Linked DNA regions of Sus scrofa: region 1 is linked to region 2. Evidence: chromatin contacts called from public HiChIP or PLAC-seq data. All regions are on one chromosome and are shown on one strand. The core of a region is the stretch at or near the end of the contact, and the rest is flanking DNA. Distances in the headings are between cores, read along the strand shown. Region 1 overlaps ATXN1 (ataxin-1). Region 2 overlaps ATXN1 (ataxin-1).

Region 1 (2,963 bases), core at 360-2,859, 250 kb before region 2:
TGAGAGCTGCAGTGTAGGTCACAGATGCTGCTCAGCTCTGGTGTTGCTATGGCTGTGGTGCAGGCCAGTAGCTGCAGCTGCAATTTGAGCCCTAGCCTCAGAACTTTCATATGCCCAGGGCCTGGGAACTTTCATATGCTGCAGGTGTGGCTGGAAAAAGGAAAAATAAATAAATACATAAATAAATTTGAGCTTTGTCAGTCTCAAGGTGGGTGGCACTGAAAGACACCCTTATCCAGGAAGAGGGCTTTCCTGGCATGGAAACTACATTCATTAGGATGAAGATCACAGGGCTGATGACCAGCAGTTTCAGTCTCTCGGCCCAGCCCCTGGCATTTATGTCAATGCCTAAAGCAGGGAGGGCATGTGGGTTGCAGGCCACCAGGAGAACCTGGCTCAGTCATCCTAGACTGTCACAAATCCCCTTGTGTGGTTCATTTTTATTTCATTGTTATCATCATTTTCTTGGAAACCTTTCATTCTAAGCCCGACAAGCCTGACTGGCAGATTCACTGTCTGATAGGTCTAGTTTTAGATTATATGCTTTTTCTTAAAGCCGTCTTCATCTGTTAACCTGCATTCATTTTTAATCTTCAGGCTCCAATCAATAATTATTCACTTGACAGTTTTTGACAGTCTGCTGCTTCATGTAGCTGTTTAGCATGAATTCAAAAGGCGATTTCTCATTCTGCACAAGTGAAGTAAAGTTGCTCTTTCATCCTCTAATTTGGGGGGTATAGAAAAATATTCATGTTTACTCTGCCCTCGGGAGTTTTTGGTATAAAAATGCTTAATAAATATTTAATAATTTTCTCTATAAGAAGATCTGTAAAACATTAACATTTTCTGTTGCATTTTGCTTATGTCAGAAATTCACTTGAGAGTACGGATTTCTGTTCATGGGAATTGATACTATGAGGTTAGCTCCTCAACAAATGTTTATTGAATACTCATTGTGTGCAAGGCATTATGTTAAATGTGATGGGAAATTAGTACATGGCCCCCAGGAAATGTAGTGGTCATGGAAACAAAACCACTACCAAAATGATGATGGGTAGAAATACTTAAAGAATGATAATCTTATCTTGCTGCCTTATCTGCACTTAGGATAATCCTACTTGGAAATTCCACGTGAAAAGTAGGAACAAAAGTGCATGGTTATCTCTGTGTCTACATTATACATACACGCACATGTGAACACATTGTAGTCAAGGGCAAACCTACCCCAAGTCTAAACAGAAGGGGGAAATGTTCTTTTTCACCAGAATCATAGTGTTAGAATTCTTGGCAGTTCAGATGATCTCTGCCATAGCTGTTGGTTTACATTTTGATAATTTACCAATGAGCATGTAATGTTTAATTCTTAGTTGGGTTGTGGCACCAAACACAGCATTTCCAATGAAACACACTGCAAATGTGAAAGTAAGAGTTTTCCTTGGGAACGAGCAGCTCACTTACTCATCGGTTCTTCTGGGAGTAGGAGTGCGACCTAGAGGTTAGAAGTTCTGAAACAGAAGAAGGAAATCAGACCATGTGACAGTGAACAGGAAAGGAGGTGCTTAATACTCCCGCTCCTTTGCAGTGAGCTTGGCTTTTCCTCCTTGGTCTGGGGCCCTTTGGCTTCCCATATCCTGGCATGATTTAGGGAAGCAGGCACTGACCTTCTGGTGCCCTCTCTTTCATTTTACTCCAGGCATATTACTAAGCAAAATACATTGTCATATTTCTGTGGCTAAAGCGTTTCAGATTTTGGTACTGAGCCTTTGTATTTAAGCTTAATAGGGCAAAAGAGCTAGCATTTTGTGGACGTCACTGACCCTTTACCACAATTGAGGTTTTTTTTGTTTTTGTTTTTGTTTTTTTTTGCTTTTTAGGGCCCCACCTGCAGCATATGGAAGTTCCCTTGGCTGGGGGTCAAATCAGAGCTACAATTGCCGGCCTACACCACAGCCACAGCAACATCAGATCTGAGCTGCATCTGCAACCTACACCACAGCTCACGGCAACACTGGATCCTTAACCTATTGAGTGAGGCCAGGGATCTAACCCACATCCTCATGGATACTAGTCAGTTTTGTTACCTCTGAGCCACAACAGGAACTTCCACAATTGAGATTTTTATAGAAACCTTACATAAACTTCATTGCACCTGATGATGGCAGCTGAGCCGGTCACTAATTAGGACTATGAGTACTTGGCTGTTGCTCTTTTTGACTCTGCTCTGGGTTTTGTTTATTTATTTTTTATGGCTGCACTCATGGCATATGGAAGTTTTCTGGGCCAGGGATTGAATCTGAGCCACAACTGTGATTTACGCTGCAGCTGTAGCAATCCTAGATTGTTTAACCTGCTCTACTGGGCTGGGGATCAAACCTGAGTCTCTGTGGTGACCCAAGCCACTGCAGTCAGGTTCTTAACCCACTGCACCACAGTGGGAACTCCTGCTCTGGATTTTAGCTTATTTCATTAAATCTGCTGCTGATTTTCATTGTCTGCACGCACATGGTTGCAAATGTAACTCTCTCCTGAAGCAGCCAGTGCTTTGGCTCCATTGTCCTGTAAAGGCTGGGGAAATCAGTTGAAAAGAAGCTAAGGTAGAAGTGGTGTGTAAGCCACGCTGTCAGGCTTGCTCTCCATGCGCTCACCACCTTCAGGCCCTCAAGCCCAGAGATGGCTTCAGGTCTGTGCCTAGGGCTGGGTCACACAGACTCGGAGAATTAAGTGACATCTGAGCCAGAGCTGGCACCGTTATACCGACTTGCTAATAATTCACAATGAATCATCACTGATAGATCCTCAGGCCCCTGCGATTAGCACATGCTCTTTGTCAAGCTACCTGGGAATGTAGATAATACTTGGAAGCTCCTCTGTTGATTGATTCACCTTGAGAAATTGCTGCTCTCTGGATGCTGGTAGTGCATGGGTCATAGCACCCAAGTGTCCTCAAGAAACGCTTTATAGGG
Region 2 (2,862 bases), core at 306-2,805:
TGACTGCCATCCTTTTAACGGGAAGAAGTAGCTTTGAAAATCTCACACCAGAGAGAGGGGGAGAAAAACTTGCCAAACTCTCTTCTTTTTTTAACTCTATTGTTTGAATGTTCAGTCATTTGGTCTATTCTGGTTTTGATTCACAAATGAGTTTTCAGAAACTACCTTCCTCCCTTTTTTTTTTTAATGAAATATTTAACTTTTCCTCTGAAGACTGACACCCCGTCTCTGGGACCTGACAGGGATCCCCCTGAAGCATCCTGTTTTTGTCAGCTGAGTTAACTTGTATACTATCTACAAAATCTGGAATGGTTTTCTCCTAAGGGTACAGTTCATTGGCCTTTATGGACGTCACATTTTCATCCCTGTATTTATGAATTCTCCAAATATTTTTCGAATGCCAGTCGCACAGGCCCTGTCCCAGGCGAAGGAAATAGAATCTTTGGCCTGAAAAGGTTCCCAGTTTTGACTCTGGTTCTCGCTCCACCAGACCTCTTGTTTCTCTTCCACTGAATTCCAAGCTGTGGATACAAGTGAATGCTGCTTTTTACAGCATTCTCCTCCTGTAGCCCGCATCCCATCTTGCTCATTTACCTACATTACAGAAAAAAGGCAAAGGGATCAGTGAGTCACTTGATTGGCTTTCCGGGTAGAGGATGATGCTGAGAGGGCCCTTGGCATGGCCACGCCCTGTGCGTGCTAGAGCTTTCTATACATTGAGGGGGAAACGTATCTTTGGCACCTTAGGAAATAAAGAAAGGAAGACTAAAGACAGAACACAGGGGGGATGACAACCTCTTAACCTTTTAAAACAGCTGTGTTTCAGTTCAGTTTGTTCCCCTTTGCTTTGAGAAGGGGGTGGGGGAAAGAGAGGTAACTCTAATTACAAAGGCCACGTTCCTTTCAGCTATACTATTTTCAATCCTATATAATTTGTACAGCTGAAGTGGCAAAGTGCTTGCTTTGAAATGTGGAGAGAAGGGCCCCCCCCCCGCTTAATGCTTAGGAAAGGTTTAACAAAAGGACTTTGATTTAAACAAAAGGAAAATTCTCCAGGGTCTCGTGATTGGTATCATCAAGGAGTTGGCTTCCCCGCAGTGGTGGCCCTTGGAGGAATCTGCTCCTCTTCCCCTCCCCCTGTCCCCTGGTTGGTATTTTTCCTCCTCTGGGATCCGGTGTGTTCACAGACCACCACTGAAGTGGGGTGCAAATAGGCTAGGATGAAAGGCATGACTGGGTTCCTGAAAGGGCCCCTCCAGGTGGCTCAGGAACAGGATGGGCTGCATCCCCTGCCTGGCAAGTCCATTCCCAAGACGGAACTTGATCCCCTGGAGCTGGAGCAGCCTGGCCAGCATTCCTGCAAGGTCCCTAGAACGGGGCAGAAGCTAGTTACTGAACACTGAGTCTGAGGCCAGGCGACATGGACATGTCATTTCAAATACGATGCAAAGGCGTCTTGACACACTTTGAGGTGGGTCTCGCTCTGTCCATGCTGCAGGGAAGAGAGGCTAGACAAAGCGGAAGTGAGTCAGCTCAAAGTTACCCTGCTAATAATAAACATGCTGGTTTTGACCCTAAGTCGGTCTGAGTAATAAAACCCATGTCCTGTTCACCACGGCACATTCCTTCCCGTGAATCAGAAAGCAGTTTCTGGGGAAGGTGGTGGCAGAGGCCACATGATCGTGGGCAGTTGGAAGTCCTTCTGTCCTCCTCCTCCTGTTCTTGAGGAACCTGTTTGCATGTGCGAACACACCGCGTCAGTGATGGCTCCAGCCCTTTGCCTGTGTAAGTCCAGATGCGAAAAAGATTAACTGGACAATGGAGACAATACTTAAATCCAAAGGTTTGCTATCGTCGTGGGAGGAAAGTTGCACAAGAACCCTGTTTTGTTTTGTTTTTTTGCTTTTGCTTTTTGTCCCTGTGTTGAGGCACTATAGCGCTGCTGCAATAATCACCCACAGGTTCAGGTATCATCCATTGCCTTTATTTTGTGATTTACAATTATTTGTAGTATCAGCTCTTTTCCTTTTTTCCTTCCTTTTTCTTTCTTTCTCTGACTTTCTTTTCTTCTTTCCTTTTTTCTTTTTTTTTTGCAGTTGCGTCCCAAACACTTATTTCATGGCACTGACTTGATATTTTCCATGGTACCATTCATGACATGCAGTGATGAGTCATTTTTAGAAAAACAGGTATAGAGTGTAATATGAAAATAAACAGGTCAGCAAACATGATTCTCTTCCTCACTTTTCAAATTCTACCATCCCCCCTCCCCCCAGGGTCCTGTCCCCCTTATTGTTATTTCTTTAGTTAGCAGCCCCTTTCTCAAGCACAATCTTATATGGAACCTCAATATATATGACTGATAAAGGAAGATTTCGGTAGTATGATGTTTGTTAGATTTCAGTGTGTAATGCTGACTTATAAAACCAAGACTAAAGAACAATGAGGCTTTGTGATGAACACAGAAATTTGAAATCGGTGTTACAGATGACAGCTGCAGGCTTTTCTAACTTCATTTTCCAGTTTATTCCCTTTTGTTGATTTTTTTACAATATTGTTGCACAGTATTGAGAAAATCTTGGTTCCCTAAAATATAGACTTGCAAGTAATAAAAGGGTATTGTATTTAAAAAAAAAAAAAAAAAAAGCTACCTTGCAACCTCAGGATATTTTTTCACTTAAACTTATCCACTTAAAACTTACTCACTTAAAAGGAAGGGTTGAAACAGCTTCTTTCAAATTTGAAATCCTTCACAATATGAAACAATTTGCATTTTTTAATTGGTAAGGCTGCACTTTGGGGAACCAATGATCGCTTCCTCAGCTAGTCTGCATCTTCCATTAAAGGCAGAAAACACTTTTC

Evidence for each region. HiChIP or PLAC-seq counts read pairs in DNA pulled down with a chosen protein or histone mark.
Region 1: a contact with region 2 is called in an H3K27ac HiChIP or PLAC-seq map of alveolar macrophages. The contact joins two enhancer-like sites. A contact is called at or near these places in 1 of 47 Hi-C or Micro-C datasets (embryonic fibroblasts) and 1 of 2 datasets of contacts at active chromatin or transcription factors (alveolar macrophages).

What each region holds. Positions count from the first base shown.
Region 1 is chr7:12,676,662-12,679,624 of Sscrofa11.1, reverse strand. All of the region lies in intron 2 of ATXN1 (ataxin-1), which reads left to right. Among named protein-coding and RNA genes, the nearest start is that of ATXN1, 53 kb to the left of the region's middle. Within about 2 kb of position 1,609, at least 9 of the 83 cell types and tissues checked have an H3K27ac peak or open chromatin away from gene starts, as enhancers often do. A contact at or near this core is called in alveolar macrophages, where this site is marked.
Region 2 is chr7:12,427,849-12,430,710 of Sscrofa11.1, reverse strand. The region is part of intron 6 of ATXN1 (ataxin-1); the gene reads left to right. Among named protein-coding and RNA genes, the nearest start is that of GMPR, 170 kb to the right of the region's middle. Within about 2 kb of position 1,555, at least 25 of the 83 cell types and tissues checked have an H3K27ac peak or open chromatin away from gene starts, as enhancers often do. A contact at or near this core is called in alveolar macrophages, where this site is marked.